Regions from separate parts of the Anser cygnoides genome. Here all the other regions are linked to region 1. Evidence: chromatin contacts called from public Hi-C data. All regions are on one chromosome and are shown on one strand. The core of a region is the stretch at or near the end of the contact, and the rest is flanking DNA. Distances in the headings are between cores, read along the strand shown. Region 1 holds the start of SARDH (sarcosine dehydrogenase). Region 2 has its middle 34 kb from the start of RXRA. Region 3 holds the start of REXO4 (REX4 homolog, 3'-5' exonuclease). Region 4 holds the start of CACFD1 (calcium channel flower domain containing 1). Region 5 holds the start of VAV2 (vav guanine nucleotide exchange factor 2).

The links. Hi-C and Micro-C count contacts between places; a contact is called where the count stands out from the background.
Region 2: a Hi-C map of liver shows a contact between it and region 1, with 2.5 times the contacts expected there. The contact joins the enhancer-like site here to the promoter of SARDH in region 1. A contact is called at or near these places in 2 of 7 Hi-C or Micro-C datasets (both in liver).
Region 3: a contact with region 1 is called in a Hi-C map of liver, with 4 times the contacts expected there. The contact joins the promoter of REXO4 here to the promoter of SARDH in region 1. A contact is called at or near these places in 4 of 7 Hi-C or Micro-C datasets (granulosa cells and liver).
Region 4: a contact with region 1 is called in a Hi-C map of liver, with 6 times the contacts expected there. The contact joins the promoter of CACFD1 here to the promoter of SARDH in region 1. A contact is called at or near these places in 5 of 7 Hi-C or Micro-C datasets (fetal liver, granulosa cells and liver).
Region 5: a Hi-C map of liver shows a contact between it and region 1, with 2.5 times the contacts expected there. The contact joins the promoter of VAV2 here to the promoter of SARDH in region 1. A contact is called at or near these places in 2 of 7 Hi-C or Micro-C datasets (both in liver).

Annotation. Positions count from the first base shown.
Region 1 is chr20:4,297,165-4,299,777 of Taihu_goose_T2T_genome, reverse strand. It overlaps SARDH (sarcosine dehydrogenase), which reads right to left and starts at 1,298. Exons shown (of 21, transcript XM_066981003.1): 1 at 1,068-1,298; 2 at 881-989; 3 at 1-186. The coding sequence starts at 180.
Region 2 is chr20:4,043,762-4,046,374 of Taihu_goose_T2T_genome, reverse strand. No RefSeq gene overlaps it. Among named protein-coding and RNA genes, the nearest start is that of RXRA, 34 kb to the right of the region's middle. Within about 2 kb of position 1,309, at least 2 of the 3 cell types and tissues checked have open chromatin away from gene starts, as enhancers often do. A contact at or near this core is called in liver, where this site is marked.
Region 3 is chr20:4,463,630-4,466,242 of Taihu_goose_T2T_genome, reverse strand. It overlaps REXO4 (REX4 homolog, 3'-5' exonuclease), which reads right to left and starts at 1,305. Exons shown (of 8, transcript XM_013193976.3): 1 at 1,005-1,305; 2 at 277-731. The coding sequence starts at 1,190. It overlaps ADAMTS13 (ADAM metallopeptidase with thrombospondin type 1 motif 13), which reads left to right and starts at 1,452. Exons shown (of 29, transcript XM_066980650.1): 1 at 1,452-2,108; 2 at 2,429-2,495. The coding sequence starts at 2,034.
Region 4 is chr20:4,440,872-4,443,484 of Taihu_goose_T2T_genome, reverse strand. CACFD1 (calcium channel flower domain containing 1) reads left to right here and starts at 1,279. Exons shown (of 5, transcript XM_066980695.1): 1 at 1,279-1,693. The coding sequence starts at 1,570.
Region 5 is chr20:4,167,278-4,169,890 of Taihu_goose_T2T_genome, reverse strand. VAV2 (vav guanine nucleotide exchange factor 2) reads right to left here and starts at 1,297. Exons shown (of 27, transcript XM_066981004.1): 1 at 625-1,297. The coding sequence starts at 828.

The sequences.
Region 1 (2,613 bases), core at 49-2,548:
GGGCGGTAGGGGCCGGCTGGGCCCCGTGCTCCTGGCGCCTTCCTCCTTCAGCGTCTTCTGGTAGGGGACGTTCTTCTCCGCCGGGGGTCCCGCGGCGCTGCTGAAGGGCCGGGGGCTTCTCCAGGGGGCTGGCAGGCGGCGGGGGGCTGCCGCCCGCAAGGCGCAGCTGATGTAGGACATGTCGACCTGCGGAGCCCCCAGACGCCTCGCCAGGGTGGGCAGCGGAGCCCCCGCTGGATGGGCACCGGTGGTGGCATCGTGGTGCCACGAAATGGATTGAGTGGCACCTGGGGGGGGCCTAGGGCACGGCTTTGAGCTGGGCTCTGTGGACCCCCCACCTGCAGGAATCGCACCCCAACGGGAGCCGGTGCGGCTCCCAAACACCCTGCGGGGGGGCCCAGCTTAAAAAAAGAAAAAAAAAAAAGGAGCTTGGAAATGCACAGGTCACGGCAGCTCCTGCCCAGCCCACAGAAACCACCCCCTTTTTAATGTCTGTTTGCGTATTCAGGAGGCACGACAAAGGAGCAGGGGTTGCTCTGTATCAGGAGAGGGCAGTGCAATGGCTGCTGGCGGGGACGGGGTCGGGTAATGTCCTCCAGCCCCGTGCCTGGGATCCGGGGACGTGGCTCGGGGTTTGCTCTGGCTGCGTGGCTCTGGAGCAGCCGTGGCCCCGCAAACAGCAGGCTCTAATGGGGTGGCACTGCTCTTCCCACACGAGCTTTGTCCGGGGGCTGTTGCGGAGCTTCCTCCTGCAGGACCCCACTCGCTGCCACCCCGCAGCCCTAAAAAACTGGGAAATCCCACCCGGGATATCCCGCAGGAGTTCCTTGCCGGGAGGAAACCCACGCCGGGTTCCCCACCGCTCGCCGGCTCCACTCACCGGCGACGCTTGCTCCGGGTGGCGTTCCCTGCCGCGATGGCCGTGGGGCGCCTGCCTTCCTCCGATGCTTTCCTCCTCCTCCTCCTCCTCCTCCTCCTCTTCTGCACCGCTGCCATGAAAACATTAACCAGAGCCGGAGGCGAGCGGGGCCAGCTGAGCGCTTCCCCTGCCCCGGCCGAGCTCTTACCCGCTGTTGTTCCTCCGCCACTCGCCGACGAAGAAGAAAAAGTAAGGGGGAGTCGAGAAATTGGAAACGGGAGGAAATTCTCACTTTTCTCCCCAGATCAGCGCTCGGCAGAGAGCAAAGAGCCCGGCTGGGGCCAGGAGGGGCTCGCAGCCTGCAGGGCTCGCTCGGTGCCAGAAAGCAAACACAGCGAGCGCGGCGAACATCTGACCCTCCTGCCGGAGTTCCCAGCAGTCACACTGAAAGAGCAGAATTAAAACGCGTTTAAGCCAGAGCCGAGAGCCCAAAGCGAAGGTGGGAACACCAAAAAATTTCATCTGGAGGGGGGGAGGAAAATAAAACTTTTCATTTAGCTCTCACAGCCCCAAGGTTTATTGCGCCTCCTGCCCAGGACTCACCCCCAAAATTAGGGCCTGTTTGGGCAGGAGGCGCAGGCGGTGCAGGCTCCTCAAAGGCGGCTCCGAAGGGCTGGGTTCTGCTGTCTGGGTGAAGCAGGGGGCGGGTGGAGCCGTGGTTGGGTCAGGGGCTGGTGGATTTGGGGGCTGAGCGGCATCATGCACCCCACGGTCACTGCCTGGGGGCTGCGGTTCGGGGGGCTCGTGGAGGTTTGGGGGGCTCATGGAGGTTTGGGGGGGGCTTGTGGAGGTTTGGGGGGCTCATGGAGGTTTGGGGGGCTCATGGTGGTTTGGGGGGCTCATGGAGGTTTGGGGGGGCTTGTGGAGGTTTGGGGGGCTCATGGAGGTTTGGGGGGCTCGTGGTGGCTTGGGGGGCTCGTGGCATTTGGTGGCACCACCGCCCCGGGAGCCGCCCCCCGTTGTGTGCCGAATGCACGCCGTACGGGGACTGCATCCAAATCGTCCCAGTTCAGGAAGGGGTTGAATAGCAGCCGAGGGAGGGGGGGCGGGTTAGCTGATCCAGAATTAGCCCAACACAGTCTCGCCTTTTTTTTTAAAGACAAAACCAGTTTCTGTTTAAAGAGAGCCCCCGTCCCTCCAGCCTTCCCAGCCTGCTGATCGCTCAGAATAACCAAAGAGATGCGAACAAGTCGAAACTCCTGCCTGTGGGGGGGTGTTGCTGTCTGATGGGACAGAGCCGTCTCGGCAGCATGTCCCAACTACAAACACGGCCTTTGGGTTAGAAAAGACCCGGAACAAAGCAAGCTGTAGCATGTGTCGAGCAGCCCGAGAAGCTCACCGTGCTCAGGGGCCCTGATGGAGCTGCAGAGCCAGACCAAGGGAGGTTAGTTTTTTTGGTGGTCATTATAGCATAGAGGGGATGTAAAACGTTCAATCCTTTCCCCGTAATGGCTTAGATTAATTAGGAAATAAAGGGGCAGAGCAGTTTGCATATGCCAGCTGGAGCTTTCCAGGTCACGGAAGGCATTACGGCTGATGCACAAACGAACTGCCCAAGCGTGCTGCAAGGCCGCGGCGGATCAGAGAGTGCACGAAGCCACAAGGACATGCCATCACCGTCACCAGAGCTTGCACTGGCATGCACAGAGCCCTCTTCACGCCTTGCAGTCCGAGTTTGGTGTCAGGAGAGCACT
Region 2 (2,613 bases), core at 60-2,559, 250 kb after region 1:
CGGTGTGAGGGGATGCCACGCAGCTGAATTTCAGCTTGATGCAAAGTCCGAACCGCAGCGTTGGAGCCCATCGCTTTGCCTCCTCCTAACGCGGTGCCACCAGCTTTACTGCAAACACGGAGGGACAGCCACTTTTTATGTACAAAAAAAAGTCACTGGCTGCTTATTTTATTTATTGAGGAGACAGATAATTGACAGGTGGCTGTCTAGAAGAGATGAAGCCCTCCAGCAAAACACTGCGGCTCCAGCAAGGATGCGAACGACAGAGAAATGGCTCCAGAGGTGATAGACTTGTTACTTTTAACACTGCCAGATATATAAGAGAACAGGGTTGAATCGCAGTTCAGAACAATCATACCTAACTGCTGAACTAAATAAAACTGATGATTTCATACCCGTGTCTACAGCAGCCTTAGACTGAGCTTGAATTAATGAGCGTGTTGTTGCCTCCCGCAGGGTTCTGTACGCCCAAGGACTTCAGGTTCTGATTTTAGGGCTTCAATGCATCGCCCAGAAGGAAGCCAGGGATCAGGAATGGGCGTAGGTGGGTCAAAATTGTTCTGCCCTCTGAGCCTGAGCAGCTTAGGGTGATATTTGCCCCCCAGCAAAATAAACTTTGCCAGGGGGCAAGCAGGGAACAGGACAGCTTTACTGGGACTTCTGGGCTGGGCTGGCTGGGTCCCTTGGTACCCCACAGGTTGCAAATATCCGTCTTTCCTTGCTTTTCTACTTTCGTTTTGGTAATTTTTTTTTCTTTTTCTTTTTTTTTTCTTTTGTTTTTCTTTATTATTATTATTTTTTGTTTTGTACTGGCCTGCCTGGGACTTTGAAGCCTACAAATCTCTTCATGGCCTGGACCTCGTGCCTCTCAATGGATCCGTGCCTATTTTGAGGATATACAGCATTATCTGCTGCTGACTACTCTAAACAAAAACAGAAGCTTAAACATTAACCCCTGCACATCACACCACCCCAACATATTGCTGCCTGAGAACTGACTTCTCATAGGACAGATTTCGCTGTGTTTCTTAATCAATGGAGAACTTTTTTTTTTTATAATTTTTTTTTTACTGTTTACTAGAGTTTTCTCCCCCGCAGGGCAGAGCAACGTTTATGATGTAAAATCACAGGGGCTCTCTCCCCGCAGTGCTGCACGCGGCGGTGATTCAGGGCCGTGCCGGGACCAAGCGGAGCCTGTTAGCCGGATCCCTGCGCTCTCCCACCTCCGCCCGGCTCCGCAGCAAATCAAAGTGCAACAAATGGCCCTGCTTCATTCCTTCGAGGAGCCCTGGGCCTTGTACGTTATCTCGAGGGCAGGGTATATGCTACAATAAAAGGAGGCTTTATTGCCAACTGCAACGGAGCGAAGGATTCAACCGCGTATCGCCTTGTGGGTTCGTCGTAAACTCCCTTTTATGGCCCTTCCAGTTTATGGCTAATGGAGATTTACAGTGGGCAGAAGGGGCCGTGTGCGCTAATTAATGCGGTTATTAGCCTGGGAGGGTTCGGCGCAGGGAGCAGCGCTGCCGCCAGCCTTGCTGCTCGCCCTTCGCCACCCGGCCCTGCCAGGGAAGAGGGCGGCGGGCGCTTGGCTGACCCGTGGCTGGCCGGGTGCCGCGGGGCCAAAGTCCTGCCCTGCTCGCTGGGACCCGCGGTGGGACAAGGCAGCTCGCTGCAGGGCGGCTTCATCCACCGAGGGAGCTAAGGGAGGTCGTGTCTGCTCCAGCTGTGTGCATCCCCAAAGCCACCAACGTTTTCTTCAAGTGGGAGGGAGGTGGAAGGGAAGGGGAAGGAGGTGGGTGAGTTTCAACCGTGATTTTCCAAGCAGAAATCAGCAGCCTTCCCCGCGCTCCCCATCTAGAGGAACCCATTTTGGCGTGCTCAGCCTGCAGCCACAAGGCCAGGCAGGAGAGGCACACACAGAGCAGTAGGTATGGCAGTGGGGCTGTGCCAAAAATACCCCATCCCTCCTGCTCGGGTGCTTTCTGCTGAGCTGAGGCCGTTCGTTAAAAGTCATCGCTGCTCGGCATCCGTCTCCAGACCCTGGACTACTCCCGAGCCCAGCTCCAGGCCTCGCACCCCTGCAGACGCTGGATGTGGCCCTGTTAATATCAGCCTGGTTCCCATCACACGCCGCCCTGCTGGAACACAACCTCAAACGAGGCAGATTTCGTGTGGCTGCAGCTTTTCGCTACGAACGTTTCATGCCGCCCTGCTTGGCAATTAAAAGGCGAGGAGCCGGGGTGAGAACAGTCCTGCTAATGATTTGCAGTCAGCTCCTTTGAGCCAAGTTGTCTTTGCAAAGCCAAAATTATATCGTATCGTTCTCCAGAAGCTACCACAGAAGTTAAATATTAAGTGGCTTAAGTTGCTGGAAACTTCCGTGGCTCCGACTGATCACAGGTCAAGGATATCGTCACCGGGACCGTCCTTGATCACAAGCAATAGCCAAGCCCATGGAGAGACTAACAGCAAAGCAGGACCATAAATCCAGCCCATAATCTCCAGGCTGGCCCAGTCCAGGCTTCACAGAAGCAGTGGAGAAGCTGCCAGAGGTGCCCATAAATCCGGGGGGGGACTTTTGGGGATGATGCTGGAGAGCCACCCCTTGGT
Region 3 (2,613 bases), core at 56-2,555, 170 kb before region 1:
TTTAATTACATTAAATAGTTTTAAAGTGGTTTTCCATCTTTATAGTGTAGGAAAAGCAGATTTATTTTTAAATCAAGAAATCAGCTCTGAAAAGTAGTCTAGTACTGTCATCTATGCAAGTTTGTTGCCTTATCCGAGGAGGGGCACTGTTCATCTTACTTCTCCCAAAATATAGTCTGGAAGAGTGCAGCTATTTCAAATGTAATACCCTGTACTCCTTACATACACCTCCTAAAATAAACATTCAAATACATGCATGATGCCTGAAGTACTCACTCTTTGGGCTGCTGCTCCACAGCTTCAGCTTTCCTCTTCTTATGTTTTACATCACCCTTCTCCTTTTCAATATTGCCATTCTTCCTTTTTTCCTTGCAGCTTTTTCCATTGCTTTTGGTGCCGTTTAAATTCTTGTCCGTTGCAACCTTCTTGGATTTTGGCTTAGCCAAAGGAGGATTGTCTTTCGCAGAACTGTTGTCCGTTTTATTTGTGGATTTGGGCTTTAAATTCTTGTCCGCTGCAACCGCCTTGGATTTTTTCTTATCCAAAGGAGGACCGTCTTTAGCAGGACCATCTTCCTTTTTGTTTGCGGATTTGGGCTTTGCCACGTTCTCATTCCCTTTGCTAACTGGAACTTGTTGGCTGGTCCCCTCTTTGAGCGGATGCTTCTTTTTGGTGTGTGTTTGACATGCAGAGTGGGACTCATCCGAGTTATTTGCCTTTTGTTTCAGTAGCTAAAATGACCAAAAGAAAAAAAAAAAAGAAAAAAAGATTATCTCCCTTCAATTCTACCCTGCTGTCATTTGTTAGAGTACTCCACACAATACCTCAGCGTGAAGCTGACCAGGGCTCTCTTATCTGGCTGAAGGGGCATTACTGCAACGGCATCTCCCAGACCCCTGCGCGTTATTTTAACACGAAACCATGTTTTTTAATTACTATACGCGGTGTGGAACTGTACTAGCAAGGAAAACGACAGCATCCCTGGCCTGGCGGCTCGCCCTCACCTCCTGCAGCGCCTTCCAGTTGGCGGAGAACTCCTGGGGGCTGCGGGGCAGGGCCGTCGCCATCTTAGGGCCCTGCGGGGCGGCAGGCTCCGCGGGGCGCCGCCAGAATTTCTTCCTCTTGCCTTTCCCGCGGGCCCCGGGGCTCGGCCCCGCAGCCCCGGGCTCCGCGGGGCCCCGTTTTGCCATGTGGGGACGGGGAACGGGAATCGAAAGGGCCGCGGCCGCCGTTTCCTCAGCGCCTCGCAGCAGCGGCCCGCCGGGGAACGCAGCCCCGCGCTGCGGTTCCGGGCGCCGGGGCCGGGCCTGCGCTGGCGGCCCCTGGCGGCTGCGGGAGCGGCCGGCGCTGAGCCGCCCGTGGGGCGAGCCCTGAGGAGGGGGGAGTCTGGGGCTGGGGTTTGAATAAAGCTGGGGCTTCAATAAAGCTGGGGTTTCAATAAAGCTGGGGCTTTCACGAGGGTATTGTTTGTGTGCTTGGGGGGCAGGTCCCGCGGGCTGGCGGCACCCCGAGGGCTGACCCGAGGTCCTGCTTTAGACGCGGGTGGCAGACCCTGCTGTGTGTGCCCTGTGTGGCCGCCATCAGGGCCTGGCTCGTGGTTTCGAGGTGCTGCGTCTTGCCATGCCTCACGGTCTGTCCAAGTCCACCTGTGAGGCTCCAGCATGGTCGAGGTGCAGGGAGCAGCAATGCACAGGTTGAACAAATTGGAGCCCAGTTCCGCCCCCCCACCCTGCAAATTGTGCCTTGTTTATTTGGCTGCTAAAACTGGCCCAAAGCTCCTCTTATGGCTGTGCTCTTTGGCTGTAATAAAGCTGCAAACGTTGCGCAAAAGCTCTGCCCCTACAGCTGTTCCTGTAAAACCTCCTGCAGCAGTTCAATTCCCCCTCGACTGTCCCTCTCTGCAGAAGATCAACTCTCCTGTTTGTTTAAACTGTGTATTCTTCACTTCCGTTCCACGTGATGCCTCGGGCTAAACATTTTAATCACCCTTGGGCCAGAGTTTACTCTGCAGCACTGGTTGCAATTCTTCCAGCATGATCATCAGCTTGATGATCCGAGCTCTCATGATGTTCCCTCTGGGATTTTGTTGGCCATCCATTCTCCAAGAGGTAAGTTTGACCTCCAGAAAATGCAGTTTCCAGGAAGCCTTTTTTATTTCTAGGAAAAAAAAAAAAAAAAGGAGAGAAAACACAATGTGTTCTAAGCCAAAATGTATCAAACCTCACTAATCAAGAAGATAAAGTTATTTCCTCTGGGTGGCCATTGTGCAGCATATGCTCAGTGCAAAATAAAACCATTAGAACTTGGCATCGATACTTGTTGAATTGTTTGCTGATGTTCCTTCTAGGTTAGGTTCAGTTAAATAATAGTCTTGTATCCATTTGTTTTTCTTTAAAAAAATAAAGTAAAGCCATTCTTCTTCTTGCAGAAATTTCTCAGAGCTTTGGATCCGGAAGATATTTTCTCTTATTTTGGAACCAGCTCAGTGTCTGATGGTATGCAGAGCTCCTTCCTTCTTGATGTTGGAACACATTTGTCAGTTTATTTCTAATCCCGTACATTTGATAATGCTAAGAACGCTTATTAACTAACTCTGTTCTGACAAGCATTTAG
Region 4 (2,613 bases), core at 30-2,529, 140 kb before region 1:
TTTTAATCCTACCTCTGCTTTCTTTCAGCTGAATTCTCTGACATCTTTTTGCAACCACAAAATCTTATTTTCTTCAGTCTTCTTAGTAATGGTTTTTGCTGGTTCCGCCTGGATTTTTTTGCTTGCCAGCCTCCAGATTTACGTTCCGTTCCTGGAAGAGCTAGAAAGTAGATTCTTGAAGCAAGATCCTTGAGGAACTGAATATATCAGCTGTCCCACTGCAGTGCGTGGGTGATACAGGCACTGGGCCTTCATTTCCTGTCTAACAGGAGACGTAACAGTAATGAAAAAAAAAAATCCTTTTCTTAATTCTTTTTTGTAACCTTTTAGCAGATGGGATCTGTCTTCCCACTCAGCTCTGGATCCCAAGTCTCACTGCTATTTTTTGTTCCAGATCAGCTATGCGGAGTCTCTGGTCTGCAGAGATGGGCTCTGATTACTGACCGTATGCTCTATGTTCATTTGCGAAATGTGCAGCTGCTGCCTTTATAATTTAAAAGAATTAAGGGTGTTTCAGTGTACCAGTTGTTCGGATACCAGCAGGTTGCCAACTGGGACATCTCTGATATGAGAAGTCCTGCTTCAACTCCCCTTTTCTAAAAACCTGATTCCATTCAGATTAAGGGGAGTGGTTTGCTTTTTCTTGAGGGCACAATTTTTGTAACAATTTTCACATTCAACTCTCATCCATTCAAAAATTAATTTCTCATTCCTCTTAGCATACACAGGGATAACAGCAGGTAGTGGTTAGGGGAAGCAGGACCCAGGGCTCCTGCTCTACTTCTGACTTTACTGCGTAACATTAGACAAATCGCTTCACCTTCTGCTGAAGCAAAAGCTCAGTCCTCAGAGAGGTAAAGGGAGTGAAGACAGAGGTAAGAGCAGAGTGCAGCCTGCTGTGTGCTTGCGTTGTTGGTACAACTGAGGCACGGGGGCTATGGATATAGATGGCTTTAAGAACTGAGGCACCCACAACGCCTCCCCCTGCGATTTGAGGCAAGAAGCTGTGTTATCAGCCTGGCCAAAACTTCCGAATGTTGAGGTTTGTGCGTCCAGAGCTGAGCTGGGAGGAGAGGCTGGGGCTCAGTCCCAGTCCCCGTGAGATGACGGGTGCCTTTCGGGGCAGACGCGTGCCCTCGCCCCGAGCGGAGCCAACCGCCCTGTGCACCCTAGGGCCCGCCATGGGCTGCATGCCTCCCCGCCTGCTGCTGTCCATGAATATGCACACATGGCTCTGCCCACTGGCTTTTTAATGAGCGTGACATCAAAGCCCTCCCTGCTGGAGGAGGGGACCCACAATGCAATAGGCAGGGAGACGTGGAGGCTGCTCCCCCCCGGCCGCTGGCATCGCTGCTGCAGGCAGAGCCCCTCCATTGTCAGCCCTGGGGGGCCCGGCCGTGCATGGGGGTGCGGGGAGAGGCCCACCGGCAGCAGGGCTGGGTTTAGGGGCTGTCTCCTGGCCTTGCTGGAGAGGGGGGGGGGAGTGTCACCTGGAGGGGCATCCCGCACTGCTGGGGCTCAGGTGGGGAGCGGGGAGCTGCCCCCTGACCCCCCGGGAGCAGGGGGGCCATGAGTTCTCAGGATGACCAGTTCCAAGCAGCAGCCCCTGAGCCAGCGGCTCCCTCCGCCGATGATGGCATGACCTGGTGGTACAGGTGGCTCTGCAGGATTGCCGGGGTCATCGGGGGCGTGTGTAAGTATCCCCTCCCTCGCAGCCAAGGGTTCCCCATCGGCTCTGCTCGTGCATGCAAAAGCGTGTGGCAGGGGTCGTGCCTGCCCGTCCCTGGGTCGTGTTTGTGTACGGGGAGGCGGGCCGCGGAACAATAGTTTGGGGTTGCAGGTTTGTGTCTCTTCTACGTGTGTAGTTGGCTGCGTTTTGGGCAGGAGGAAGAGCCACGATGAGCCCGAAGCGGGGTGATTTTAGCTTGCACGTGAGAGGTGTGCTGCGTGGTTGCTGAACTCGCTGAACTTTGGCACCTGGGAGAAGGGATGTCTCGGGGGGGATCTGCAAATCCTCGAGTTTCTTCTTGGATGAAGCTCATCTCCCGTCTCTGGGAGTGGTGGGAGCAGCAGCCAAGCCCCCGGTCCTGCAGGAGGGCCGTGGGCAGATAAACTAGACAATGGTTTTATTGCGAGCACCAGGACGCTCAGCGGGGTCAGGTGCAGGGTGTGAACAGGGGCCCTGGGGTTTGATTCTTCCATCCTATCTGACCGTCAGGTGTTTGTGTTCCTGCAACTTTCCTGTTCTGAACATCAGAGCATGTTTCCTTTCTTACTCCTGCCGTTTATCACGGAGGGCCTGGCTGTGTTTTTTGAAGGCGAATAACGACCTTGGTTAGTGTTGTGTGTTTTTTAAAGGGTTTAGTCTTGGACGCGCAGAAGATGGGAGACAGCGTACAGCGAAGTGAGTTGGCTGCGCTGTGAATTACCTGCTGCCGAAAAAAATTTTCCCAGGGAAAGAGTCTTTGCACCTTTGCCAGAAATCAGCTTGTCCCGTAGTGCTGTTTTGCTACATTCTGTGGGGAGATTAATAGCTCTTAAAAGCAGGAGGGACTGTTATGACCGCTTAGTCTGATCTCCTGCAGAGCACAGGATGGAGAATTCCTTCTGCTT
Region 5 (2,613 bases), core at 48-2,547, 130 kb after region 1:
GGCCCCCCGGGCTCCGGGGTGGGCTCGCAGAGCACCTGGGGAGCGTTTTCCTCTTGTTTTTCATCTCCCTGGGCAAACTTTTGCCCTTCGGGCCAGCACCCTGCCAGGACAGCGCTCAGAGCACCGCTCCTGCAGCGCATCAAAGCCAAACTTAAGCCTCGAGAAAAGCTTGGCAGTAACCGCGCCGGCCTCATCTCGGCCGTGCTGGCTGCTTTTGTTTCGAGAGGGCTATAAACGTGGGGGTGTTATAAATTACTTATACATCACAGGGAAGGGGGGGGGGTGGGGGGGACGCTGCCTTCTTCCCCGGGGCGGTTTCTGCCCCCCCAGCCCCCTCTGTACAGCCACTGATGGCTTCCCAGCGCTGAGCCCCGGTGCTGGGGCTGAGCCTCGGGGTGGGGGGGGGGGGATACGGGGCTGGGAGCTAAAACACAGGGGTAGGGGGCGAAGGGCAGCCGGGGGGGGGGGCTGGAAAAAAAGCTCTCCCCCCCACACCCACCTACCCACTCCCGCACTCACTCGTACCACGAAGTTTTGCAAGAACACAAAGAGCCCTACGCGCACGCCGCCACCGCCACCCCCCCCCCCAAAAAAAATAAAAATAAAGAAAAATAATAATAATACCTGGGACATCTGGGGCCTGAAGTTGATGTCCTTGAGGTCGATGGAGCCGGGGGAGAGGTTGTGCAGCAGCTGGCACAGCAGCACCCCGTCCCGCAGCGCCTGCGCCAGGTCGAAGACCACCGCCGAGGGCCAGACCACCCGGTGGTTGGGGGGCAAAACTTTGCAGTCGATGAGCCAGCGGCCGCACTGCCGCCACTCCTCCATGGCCGCGGCCTTCCTCCTCCTCCTCCTCCTCCTCCTCCTCCTCCTCCTCCCTGCTCAGGGGCAGCGGGCGGCTGCCCGAGGGGCTGCTCCGCACCGCGCCGCCGCGCTACCGCCCCGCTCCATCGCCGCCCGCCGCCCGGGGAAGCATCGGCGGGGAGGAGGAGGAGGAGGAGGAGGAAGGGGAGGCGGGGGACGGCGCCGAGTTTTCCGGCGGAGGGCTGCCCCTGCCCCCGCTGCGGCCCCACCGCCGGGGCTAGGCGCGCCGCATCGGCCCGGGAACAAAGGGGCCGCCCCCGCGCAACTTCGTGTGTCCCCCCCCCGGCCCGGGGAAACTTGGTCCTGCTGCTGCTTTTGCTCCTGCTCCTCCTGAAGCTGCTGCTCCCGCTCCCGGTGCTGCTCCTGCTTTTGCTGCCGCTCCTGCCCCGGCCCCACCTGCGCTGCCGCTGGGGCCGCCCCCGCTGCCGCCGCGGGTGGGAATTTGCTGCCCCCCCCCCCCCCCCCCGGGCCGAAGCCCCCGCCCCGCCGGGAGGAGCTCCCGGCCCGCCCCCGCCGCCCCTTTGTCTGCGGGAGCGCTGCACGCCTCCTTTCCTTTTTTTTTTTTTTTTTTTATTTTCCCTTTTTGCACCCCCCCTCCCCGCTCCCTCCTCCCGGAGCTCCCCGCTCCCCGTCCTGCAGCGGCCCCCCCCCCCCCCAGCCGCCCCGCTGCTCCGCTCCCCCCGGCCCCCGTTCGCATTTGGGGTCCCCAAGACCCCCCCCCAGCACCCCCCGAGCAGCCGCTGCTTTGTCTGGCCGCGCGCTCCCCCTCCCCGGCTCGTGTTTGGGCTGCAAATACTGCAGGGGAGATGTTTAACCCAAACAAGCGGTCGCGTTCCTTGACTTTCAAACACGAAGACAACTCCTATAATTAATTACCAGCGTATTTATTGCAAACCTCAACGCTCGGCCATTAACTCCTTGGCAGCAAACTCCTGAAAATCTCTAATTTTCACTCGGTGGCTCCCATCCAAATCAGCGCACTTCAGAGCAGCCCCTTTTCAAATCTGGTCTGAGTTTTCTTCGGAGATCCTCTCCCAAGAGTTTGTCGATTAATTTTCGTCCTGGCTTTCCAGATAGCCAAAACCGGAAGCCGAGGCTGGGACGAAGGGAAGCTATTAACCTGGATGTCAAACAAATGCAACGCTAATCTCTTCCAAATGTAGCCAAGCGGAGATAAAGAAGAAAGAGCAACTCTGCTGGCATGACCCTTCACTTCCAGCATGGGAAGGAAGATTCCCTCTGAAGAATGAAAAACAATTGTTTGATATTCCAAGGACAGTTTGGCGAAGCTTTTTTATTTATTTATTTTTTTTAATATCACGGGAAGTGCTTCTTTTAGCCTGACGTGCTGGCGCTCGGTCTGCCCCTGGTCTGGCTGTGTGCGGTGCCTGGTACGCCTCTGGCAGGGCAGGATGAGTGCGCGTATAATCGGACCAGGAGCAGCATGCATATGCCCCGGCCTCGCAATCAGAGCTACGCCCTGCCCCGGGTATACTCGGGAGCATGCTGATCTCAGCCTGCAGTTCCCCGTACCCTGCGGAGGAGATTTCTCACCATAACTTTCTCATTCCTGAAGTTCACCGTTCAGCCTCTCTGCCTGGCCTCCCGCTAGGGCTCCAGCAGCACCCACCGGGCAGGAATCACGAGGCCATTGAAAGGCGTGGAGCCCTGCCAGGGATAATTTTGGTTCACTGGATGCTGGTCTGCCCTGTGAGATCAGGTCTGTAGGTAGAGGGCTACAGAGGAGTT